3 separate regions of the Mus musculus genome follow, and regions 2 and 3 are each linked to region 1. Evidence: chromatin contacts called from public Hi-C and HiChIP or PLAC-seq data. All regions are on one chromosome and are shown on one strand. Each heading gives the region's core, a stretch centred on a gene start, on an enhancer-like site or on the middle of the called end of the contact. The rest is flanking DNA. Distances are from core to core; before and after follow the strand shown.

The links. A called contact is a pair of places that touch in the nucleus more often than the background predicts. HiChIP or PLAC-seq counts read pairs in DNA pulled down with a chosen protein or histone mark.
Region 2: an H3K4me3 HiChIP or PLAC-seq map of embryonic limb bud shows a contact between it and region 1, with 2.8 times the contacts expected there. The contact joins two enhancer-like sites. A contact is called at or near these places in 1 of 15 datasets of contacts at CTCF or cohesin (the NIH/3T3 cell line), 7 of 484 Hi-C or Micro-C datasets (the N1E-115 cell line, embryonic stem cells, nephron progenitors and 1 more), 10 of 115 datasets of contacts at active chromatin or transcription factors (craniofacial prominence, embryonic forebrain, embryonic hindbrain and 5 more) and 1 of 9 other capture datasets (embryonic stem cells).
Region 3: a Hi-C map of the N1E-115 cell line shows a contact between it and region 1, with 7 times the contacts expected there. The contact joins two enhancer-like sites. A contact is called at or near these places in 10 of 39 promoter capture datasets (the 3T3-L1 cell line, 3T3-L1-derived adipocytes, the HPC-7 cell line and 5 more), 1 of 15 datasets of contacts at CTCF or cohesin (stem cell-derived epiblast-like cells), 15 of 484 Hi-C or Micro-C datasets (the N1E-115 cell line, cranial neural crest, embryonic fibroblasts and 5 more), 10 of 115 datasets of contacts at active chromatin or transcription factors (craniofacial prominence, embryonic forebrain, embryonic hindbrain and 5 more) and 3 of 9 other capture datasets (embryonic tail, liver and pancreatic islet).

What each region holds. Positions count from the first base shown.
Region 1 is chr13:98,389,723-98,393,206 of GRCm38.p6, reverse strand. No RefSeq gene overlaps it. Among named protein-coding and RNA genes, the nearest start is that of Foxd1, 37 kb to the right of the region's middle. Within about 2 kb of position 1,831, at least 50 of the 459 cell types and tissues checked have an H3K27ac peak or open chromatin away from gene starts, as enhancers often do. A contact at or near this core is called in the N1E-115 cell line and embryonic limb bud, where this site is marked.
Region 2 is chr13:98,517,011-98,520,494 of GRCm38.p6, reverse strand. No RefSeq gene overlaps it. Among named protein-coding and RNA genes, the nearest start is that of Gm41032, 17 kb to the left of the region's middle. Within about 2 kb of position 1,969, at least 26 of the 459 cell types and tissues checked have an H3K27ac peak or open chromatin away from gene starts, as enhancers often do. A contact at or near this core is called in embryonic limb bud, where this site is marked.
Region 3 is chr13:98,495,979-98,499,462 of GRCm38.p6, reverse strand. No RefSeq gene overlaps it. Among named protein-coding and RNA genes, the nearest start is that of Gm41032, 38 kb to the left of the region's middle. Within about 2 kb of position 1,817, at least 29 of the 459 cell types and tissues checked have an H3K27ac peak or open chromatin away from gene starts, as enhancers often do. A contact at or near this core is called in the N1E-115 cell line, where this site is marked.

The DNA.
Region 1 (3,484 bases), core at 582-3,081:
CCAGGGAACCTCTGATTAAGTCCACCATGCAGAGCTGAAAGGAATTCTGAGATGTTATCCATACCCAAGGTAACAAAAAAGTCCAGCTCTGACTGGCTCAGGTCTTGTGCTTCTTTGGGCCTTGGGCCTCTTTCTTTTTCTTTTTTTTTTTCCCCCCAGGCCCAGTGGTTTCTGTTGTTTAGCCGAAGAATCTAGCTTTCTCGTGGCCATGCATATTTGGGGGGAGCCATGATTTCCTTTCTCCTCGGCACATCTATTTATAACTTCGTTTTGAGGCCGTTCTTAACCGTGCATGTTTTACCAACGCCAGTTCTAGCTCATCTCCTCGGAATCACGCTGACACCAGCTCAAATGTGTTGCCAGTTGCTTTCTGATTATTTTTCTGGAAGCGTGCACTCTGAAAAGCGTTTTCTAACTCAGGACCATGCCCCACATCCAAGAAACACACAACTGGAAAATAAAAGCGGGCTAAAGGAACCAACAGAGCCTGCATGTCACTCCACTGGCAGGGACCCAGGGTTCTACTCGTGAGCAGTTGTTCCCCTGATTGTGGGTCTACTGTGGGTGTGTCACATGAATTGTGTGCCCCCCCCCGACTGTTGCCTTGCCACATGAACGCTGCCGCCACACAGTTTGATCAGTGCCACCTGCAACTCTCACGCAGTTCACCAGCACCAAGGCCACTGGAAAGTAAACCCAAACAGGATGGCTAGCTGCCACAGATGCTTTGAGAAACAGCACTGGGGGCACGCCCAAACCACCCCCTCTCAAACACGGTGCCACGCTGCCAGAAGCCAGGGAGGAAAGATGGGGCTGGCCAGGAATCTCAAAGTGAACCCTGGGGTGGAGTGGGGCTCACTGGAGTAAGGAGGCAAGGTGACCACGATTGGCTCAAGAATAGCAGTTATCTCAGAAATTAGCCATTCCTGGTTCCCAAACAATGGAGACATCTTCAGGATGAAGGCCCTGGAAAGGAATCGGAAGAGCCCTATCCAACCCACACAGATTGACCCAACCTCTGTTCTAGTGAAAAGCTGAACTGCCTAAATGTTATTAACGTTTGAATAATGGGATACAGACGGAAACCGCTTAGCAAGAGGACTGAAGGCCCATTTATAATCCCCCATGCCCTGGGTTTCTGGAGGAGGCAGTGGAGGAGGCAGAGGGGCAGGGGTTGCTGCGGTTAAGTCTTGAGTTCAGGCTGATCCCACCTTCTCACTGGGAAAGAAAATCTAGAAAAATTCCTTCACAGCGGTTACTGGGCACTGATAGGAGGCAGAGCAATGGGAATTTGCCCTATTAGAAAGCAGCCCATGCTATTATACAGAGGAGCTGTTGCAAAGGCAAGCTACAGACAGCCTGGGTATTTTTCATACCGGGACTAGTGTGCTCTGGACAAACACAAATAGCTCCCAGCCTGCAAAGGGGTATAAACCTTCCAACCATGAATGAGTTCCCTGCCACCACCACCGACCCCCTCCTAAGGGTGCCTGGCCCTGCCAAGAAATCATTTACAAATAAAGAGCTCTCAGAAATGTGCCCTACCTTCGGCCAAAGAGAAGAACCTCTTTTCCAATAAATATTTGGCCAGGAAAGGGGGAGAGAGGCCAAGAGTCACAGAGGGAGGGGAGCAGCGGCCTGGGTTTGTTTGCATTGCCCGGCCAGAGCGGGAGCAGCCGGGCGCAGCTGACCACGGGTACAGATAGGTTAATTTCCACATGGAGCTGCAGAAACCCTATCCGCGGGTTGCGAAGCGTGGGTCAGCCAAGGCATGTTAATCTGTTTAGCATGTGCGCCGCACGGAGGAGCCAGACCACCGGGGCGCAGGAGGCGCGGCCGCAGCCGCAACCGCAGCCGCAGCCGCGCTCCTCCGGGGGAGTTAATAAAGAGCTTAAGGCAAGTAAATGTATCGAGCTTGCGCGCGGCTCCGGGCCGGCGGCCTCGGGGAGGGCGAGGCTGCCTGCGGCCGGCCATCGCGTCCCGCAGCCCTAGGAACCGCTCTCAGCGAGCCCGGCGCCCGAGCCTCCCGGGCGCCCGCGGGCCGGACTCCCATCGAGCGGGCCGGGTCGGGAAGCGCCGCGGTGGGGAGGAGGGGGAGCGAGGGCCTAGCCATCTCGAACATTTTTAACTAATCAAAATATTTGCTGATGAGTATTTATTTTTACAAGAAGTCGGTTTGGCTGGAGACCTTCCGAGCAACAATATGGGCTGCCGTATTAGGTTTGTGCCCCAGCCAAGTGCGGTTGGGCTTATTGAATCTGTGCGCACAGAGATCACTCGCTCCGGAGATGTTTCTGTGTTTTGGGGAAGGCGTTTTTTTTCCCAAGACCATCTTTCTGCAGATGTCCCTTAGAACACAACCACATGTCCCCCAAAGCACGGGGTACTTCTTGTATTATGTTTAGGCTGAATGAAAAGATCGCACGCCCTTTCCTGTCCAAGTCAACAAAAGAGAGGAAGAAGAGAAAAAAATCTGTCTTAAGAAAGAAGGCCAGAGCTAAGAGGTCCCAGTATAAGCACTATCAGCACAGGATTAATCCAGGCCAACACCCCACACACACTCCGTGGTCCTGCTAAGCTTTTCCTTCCTCTTGCCTCTCCTCTCTCAAAACTCACCCAAGAAAGCCTCATTTCAGCTTTCCTCCAGTAAAGCTGTTGAGTTTGGTCCAAAAGCGATTAAACAGCTGTTGCATTGAGTCATTGCAAAGCCACTGGCCACTGTCTAGGAAAAACCGAGAAAGCTTAAGTCAAAGTGAGGTCTGACAATGGGCAACTGAGGGTTCAGAGTAAACAGTCTTGATCTATAAAGACGCCTGGGAAACACTAGGCCATCACTCCGTACCGGTTAATAACAGAAGTGGGTGACGCTACCCTGGCTGCTGTTGGTCACATGAAGAAAATGGTATTTCTGTAAATTCAATCCTGGGCCCCAACTACCTGGTGAGTTGTCTTCTGACCCCACAAGTGCACTGAAACACACACACACAGAGAGAGAGAGAGAGAGAGAGAGAGAGAGAGAGAGAGAGAGAAAGAGAGAGAGAGGGAGGGAGGAGGGGGCTGCTACTAGGGGGTGGGGTAGTCCCTCACCCGACACCCTCAGCTATGTCTACTAAAGTAAGCTTTTCAATGGTGCAGTCTTGGGGAAAAAAAGAGGTTGGTTGGGCCAGGCACTCGTGGTGAGGAGACCACCACCAGGAAGTGGCTGCAGGAAATATAAATGAGCCAGTATTGGAATTGTCCAGTCATCTGATCAAGGAGCAAGCAAACCTACCCATCCAGAAAAGACTTCCCAAATGCAGGCTAAAGTAGGCTTCAGATACACAGGAAAACACACATCTGTAGCTGTGGGATTCCTAAGCTAAGGATCACAGGGAGATGTCCTGTGGTAGCTTCCAAAAGCAAGCAGAGTTGAGGAGGTGGTAAATGAACAGTGAGAAACTGTGACTCACTTCACTCTGTCAGAGGTGTGTTTATGCAGTTTGGG
Region 2 (3,484 bases), core at 720-3,219, 130 kb before region 1:
GACAAAGGAAGCCTCGTCTGTCAGTATCCACTGAAAGTGAGCACACACCCCGCGGTCTTGCAACTCCACTCCTCTGGATAGAGCCCAGGAATATGTGTGTGCATTCACTACAAGACCACACCCAGCATCATCCGCAGACGCTGCATCCAAAATAGACCCAAACCGGAAACTTCACAGTATTGATAGATGAGATGGAAGAATTCAGCTCCAGTTATAGCACTGAACACGGTACAGCCATGAGGATAGGTGGACATTACACACACAGTGTGGGTGACACTCACATGCAGAATGACAGAGTGCAAGAAGGAACAAGAGTATTCACTGTAGGTTTGCACTGATGTAAAGTTCAAACCCAGGCCCAGCCAACCCCAGGCTTTAGGGAGTCCAGAATGCTCTTGTAAAGGGTTAGGGGTTGCAAAGGGACAAGGGTGTGGGTGGGTGGGTGGTGCTGTGAAGAGTTGTAGGTGCTCTGAGTCTGGTGAAAACTCAATGTACTAAACATTGTGTGTGTGTGTGTGTGTGTGTTTGTGTGTGTGTGCGCGCGCATATGTGTGTGTGTTTTCGAGACAGGTTTTTCAGTGTAGCCTTGCTGTCCTGGAACTCATTGGCTGACCTCACTAGTAGACCAGGATGACTTCAAACTCAGAAAGATCTGCCTGTCTCTGCCTCCGGAGTGCTGAGATTAAAAACATGAGTTATCACTGGCCAGCTCATTATATGTCTTATATCAAAGAAAGAACAAAGGCAGACAGGGAGGCAGACAGACAGACAGACAGACAGATAAAGTCCCACATGGGAGGGGCAAGCTCCTTGTAGTTAAGTACCTTCTATTTCTGTAGCCCTGTAATTGGCGAGTTCCAGATACCCATACATGTAGAAAAACATAAGCAAATAGTTCTTATAAATGTTGTCTTGTTTGTTTCTGGGTAGGAATTTGAGTTTGCCTTCCTATCTCTTTATTTTTCTGTATTCATCTGTACTTTTACATGGCATATAGATCCGCTCAGACAACAGTTTTTATAGTTTCCAACTCCTTGATTAAAAGAGAATCAAATCTCAAGAAGAAGGAAGACCACAGTGTGGTTAATTCAGTCCTTAGAAGGAGGATCAAAATACCCATGGGAGGAAATACAGAGACAAAGCTTGTAGCAGACACTGAAGGAGTGACCATCCAGTGACTGTCCCACCTGGGCATCCATCCCATATACAGTCACCAAACACAGACACTATTGCAGATGCCAACAAGTGCTTACTGTCAGGAGTCTGATGTAGCTGTCTCTTGAGAGGCTCTGCCAGTGCCTGACAAATACAGAAGTGGATGCTCACAGCCAACCATTGGACAAAGCACAGGGTCTCCAATGGAGGAGCTAGAGAAAGGACACAAGGAGCTGAAGGGGTTAGCAGCCCCATAGGAGGAACCAACTAGTACCCCCCCCAGAACTCCCAGGGGCTAAACCACCAATCAAAGGGTACACATGGAGGGACCCATGTCTCCAGCTGCATATGTAGCAGAGGATGGCCTTGTGGGACATTAATGAGAGGAGAGGCCCTTGGTCTTGTGAAGGCTCAATTTCCCCAGTTTAGGGGAATGCCAGGACAAAAAAGTGAGAAGGTGAGTTAGTGAGAAGGGGGAAGCGGGGGGGGGGGGGGGGCAGAAGGGAAATGAGGAAAGGGAATAAAATTTCCAATGTAAATAAAGAAAACATCTAATTAAAAAAAAAAGCAAAAAAAAAAAAAAAAAAAAAAAAAACGAAAAAACAAAAAAGAGAATCAAATCTTGCTTTGCTTTGGTGGGCACAGTGGCTCCTGTCTGTAGTCTCGGCTACTGGGGGGCTGAGGCAGGAGGACTTGGAGAGGACCCTGGCAAAGAATCAAGTCAAAGCCTCCAAGCCTAGGCCAGGGCACAGCGCACGTGTGCACTGAGTATGTTTTACGGTCACCAGCGGCTTCCGGGCGTGCCCAGCTCTGTTCTCAGCAGGGCAGCCTGTTCTCACAGGCTCCCGCGGCAAACCTGATGGGACACAGGGGCCGTCCCTGCTGCAGCCAAGTGCCTGCTTTTCCCACCTCAGAGTCTCCTCTTTCTTACCCTGACTCCTGATCTTCCCACATGTTCTGATCCACCATCTTTCCTGGGAGTCTCTTCCCTTCGGATCACAAAGTCGATTTATTAACTAAAAATTCCTTTATTAATTAAATAGAAAGTAAAAATACCCTCCCCGCCATTTTTTTCTTTCTTCTTCCTTTACTCTATAATCTCCACACGCCAGGCTACATATCATTGGTGCGGGTAGTAGAATTCCTATCGGCAGACCCCCAGCTCAGTGGTCTCCATAGCTTAGAAGAGAATTTCCTGTCCCCCCCCCCCCCAATTCTCCTTCACACCAACAGCCTCTTCTGTATGTCCACATACTTGGAATTCTTTTAATGAGGATAAATTGCTTTCATCTAAAAATCAAAGCCTAAACTTAAAATGTAAATAACTCTGGGAGGTTTAACACATGGCCTCCGTATTCACACTGGTGTGTGAATGTCTACTCTCTAAGGGGGAGAAGTGGCGAAGAGAAGACAGCTCTTGCTTACAGTCAGGCAGCTTGCTGATGGTGCTGGCTTCCTGATTCTTGAGCCCCCAGGCCTGCTCTCCTGATCCCGAGCCACCCAGAAGCAGAAGGCAGCTATGCTGCCCTGACCAGCTGTATATCTGTTCCAGACTCAGGATTACAATCATTTGGGAGAGGGTCAAACAAGTCAGAGCCCCAGATGGCAGAAGAGCTGCATTAACCTAAGACCCTTAACTCTTTCCCCAGGGCAGGAGACAGAGACGGAGACGGAGAGGGAGACGGAGAGGGAGACGGAGAGGGAGACGGAGAGGGAGACGGAGAGGGAGACGGAGAGGGAGACGGAGAGGGAGACGGAGAGGGAGACGGAGACGGAGACGGAGACGGAGAGGGAAACGGAGACGGAGAGAGAGGGATGAGGCTTTCCAGGCTCAGGATGCAACCTTGATCCAACGCTGGTCATGGCTTTAATTTTTGTAAATCAAAGCCTTCAGTTTTTCTTCACTCACTTAGCGGAAGACACATTTCCCAGGATGCATGGCGAAAAACAATAAACAAAAGGTACCAAATTAGAGATTGTATGACATTGTGTTATCACTTAACCCATTTGTAAGGGGGGCGCCTCATTCCCCCAGTTCCCAAACCTCTGCCTCCCAAAGCTGTCCTCACAAGATCATCCAAACCTTGGGAAACATTTGTCTAATTATCATCACACACGATGGGCCCACTGCCAGCTGCTTTTTATTTTAACTGTAGATTCATTCCAGGGTGTGTGTGTGTGTGTGTGTGTGTGTGTGTGTGTGTGTGTTCCATGGGTGGAGAGCCAGAGAGAGGAGCATATGTCTGTTTTGCTATTGCACAGAACTGATCAGACAGATTTCCTTTTATAATCACAATTAAACTTCCAGACCGGATCGTATGAATATTTC
Region 3 (3,484 bases), core at 568-3,067, 110 kb before region 1:
TAGCACATATCCTGGCTTTGTAGCATGGTGTACTGGTGTATCTGCTGTTTTCCCTGGGACTTCATGGCTGACTGGAAATTGCAGTTTGCTGCCACTGCCCAGTAGCTCAAGATGATTCTACTAGGAGTCACTGGCTTAGGAGAAAAGATGAAAATTGGAAATACATTTCTACTTTTAAACCATTGATTGTGAAGGTGCAAAAAAAAAAAATCCTAGGATGAACCACAGTTAAGACAGGGACTGTAATCACAGCCGAGGCAGACCCAGATGGGTTTATTCACCAGCTCAGGTGGCAACAGCCACACAGGGATTTTTAAAAACTTACTGTGACTTTGATGGGCAGCTGGGTTTGGAAGCAGTAGCTGCAGATGCTTAAGGGGAGGTCACGGAGAGGCCAGTAGTCAGCTGGAGATTGAAGGAGAAGCCATTACCTGGACACTGTGGTCTGAGCTGAAGCTCTGTGGATGGCCCATGGGATGTAGAGTAGAGAGGAGAAGGCAGCTGGGCACAGAATCCCAAGAGAGCTCCAAGCAAACGCAGTAAGTGGGAGGAGGAGAGACTGCAAAAGGGACAGAACTGGGGGGAACTGGAGATGCAGGAGAAAGGCCTGGAGGGATGGTCCTCGGTGGCCATGAAGAGAAACTTAGTAACAGGATGGGTAAGTGTGCCAGCTCCACCAAGGGGCTGATTTAAGATCGCCATTTAAGAAACATCCTCACCGGAGTTGACATCCAAGGAGCCTTGGGTTGCCTTAGCAGTGAAGTTGAACTGCAAAGGGTTGAAGGTTAAATGGAGGGAAGCTAAGAGAGGCACAGAACTCCCTTCCTGCAGCTGCTGTGGGGACGCATGTCCCCCCCTGAGTACCTACTTTTCATCCCACAGGAAGCTCAGAAGGACTCTAACCAGCACTTCATTTTTATTTTTAAAATACGCACTGCCTCACGAATCCACACCATCTTTTCACAGGGACCACATTAAGCTTCCGCGTATTATTTAGGTTTTGGTGCGTCTGCCAAAGTGAGCCCTGGCTGTTCATCTTGATGATCAACTTGAAACGGGGTTCTCAAGACACACACCCTAGTGCCTACGACACTATGCACTGGAGGAAAGCCAAACCCACACTCACAGCCAGAATATGAAAACTATTTAAAACACGCTTGATTCTTCTCCGGAACAGCGCTCCTCTCGTGGCAAAATCATCCTCTCCAGCCAGGTGGCAAGCTAAGCAAATCCAGCCATGACTCCAGGCCACAAATATCAGCACCATGGCTGCCAAGCCTTGCGGGCCTGAGTTTGTTGCCTAACAGGAAACCCAGGGAGCAAAACAACCTATACCTCTCCTCCATGACGGCTGACCACTCTAAGGAAACTCAGAGAGCCTGCAATGAGGGAAAAGAAGAAACTGCAAAAACACCAAAAAAGAAACAGAAGATCAGCCCAATGCCATACAATGTGAGCAATATTGCTAGAGGAGTCTGCATCTCTCGGCCAGACCCTTCAGGGCAGAGGTTAGCTCTGCAAAGAGATGGGGGCCCAAAGGGCCATCTTAGTGTTGTCACCTCCTAGTTGATCCTCCAGGTGACACCCACCGATTCAGCTCCTAATCTGATCCTGTGAACAGCCAATGTGCAGGAGGGGATGCTGGGCAGGGCCAGCAGGCCAGGCTCTGTCTCCGCAGCTGAGGTGTGGGAAACAATCTGGAAGGACTCCAGTAGCTGGAGTCTCCTGGCTTGTCATTTGGTCTAGGTGAAAACACAAGGCAGAATGGCTGTTCCCCCCCCACCTCGGGTGGGGTGGCTGAAAATGAACACAAGAGGGCGCTCTCTGTCTTGACCTGGGCATAGGTTATAGGGCAACTGGAGTTGAACCCTTAAGATCATGTGGCATATTGTGCTTCCTTTTAAAAAGCCGTTGCTCCCCACCCCTGACTAAGGCAATGACTCTATGTCCAGTGGCTGCCCATTGCCAGATTCCAAAATACCACCCTGCCATTTCTCTCTCTTTCTTTGGGCAATGGTCTGCAATTTTCCTCTTGCCCTGCAGCCACTACTATGCAATTTGCACCTCACTAATTTCCTGGCTGAGGCTTAATGCTGTCTGGTCCCTGCTCACCCACCCACCCGGACAGCAGTGGCAGCAGCCTGTTGCTCGCATCTGATTGGATGCTTGTGGACTGGACACACCTCAGAAATTCAGCTTTGAAGGATCACAAAGAGGGGCAGATGTTTGAGGAGCAGAGAACCCCTAGAGTGAGGGTTCCTCCACACCCATGCTATGAATGGAGCTGTTGTGAGCAAGCAAACACATCCCACTTCGCTTGGTTGGAGGGGGTGTTGCTTGCCAGGATCGCTGCTTGCCAGGATCGCGTGATTGACGCTCTTGTGGTCCAATTTGCTGCTCATTGAAGCATTAAAGCGGCAACCCTGAAGTCACTAGAAAGCCAGCAGCCCGAGCTAGGAGTGCTCTGTTCCAACCTACAAATAAAAAGCATTCCGTTGACTTTCTCATTTTGCCTGAGTTCTCAAAGCGTCTTTCACGTGGGCTTGCCAAATATGTAATGCATTGGACCGCCAAGTACTTCTGCAGGTGGCAATTAAAACAGCTGAGGTCTTCTCCCTCCATAATGATGGGGTGGGAAGACTATATATAAGGGTTGAGGTTCTTTATTTATGCTTCCTCATTCTTAGAGGCAGGGTGGTTTAGGGGGAAAATTCACTGGCGTTAGATGCCAGGTTTTGGTACAGATTAGTCCGTGACCTCAGATGGCTTATTTAGTTGCCTTGAGTCTTGGCTTTCTAATCTGTGAAATGAGAGGTTAGAATAGATCATAGTTCAAGGGTCATTTTTGGCTAATGTTCTTGGAGCCGGCTGTATCCTTGCATGGACACTATCTGTGTGTGTGTGTACACACACACACACACACACACACACATATACATATATAACACACACACACACACATACACAGTGGTCTTTTAAGTGAAAGCATCCTGTCTGGAGGTAGAGATTCATTGATTAAACACATTCTTAGCAAATTATACAGAAATATCTCTGTGAAAGATACAAGGATGGATGCAAGTAACTTCTTTTTCCTTCTAATTCTTTCCCTCCCTCGCTCCCTCCCCCACCTCCGTCTGTCTGTCTGTCTGTCTGTCTGTCTGTCGTCTGTCTGTCTGTCTCTCTGTGTGTGTAGGTGCTCATGCATGTACGTTCAGGTGCTGGTGGAGGCTAATACATATTGGAACTGGAGATACAGAGCGTTGTGACTGGCCCCGTGTGGGGCCAGGAGCCAAACTCAGGTCCTCTGCGGGAGGCAGGGTGCGCATAACCACCTCTCCAGTCTGAAACACGTGCAATTTATACAATTTGAGCAAGTTGCTCAAGGTATCTCTGGCCATTTTTAGCTTTTTCTCCCCTGTGAATAAGTATAAGTGTGCATAAATGCACACACACACACACACACACACACACACACACACACACA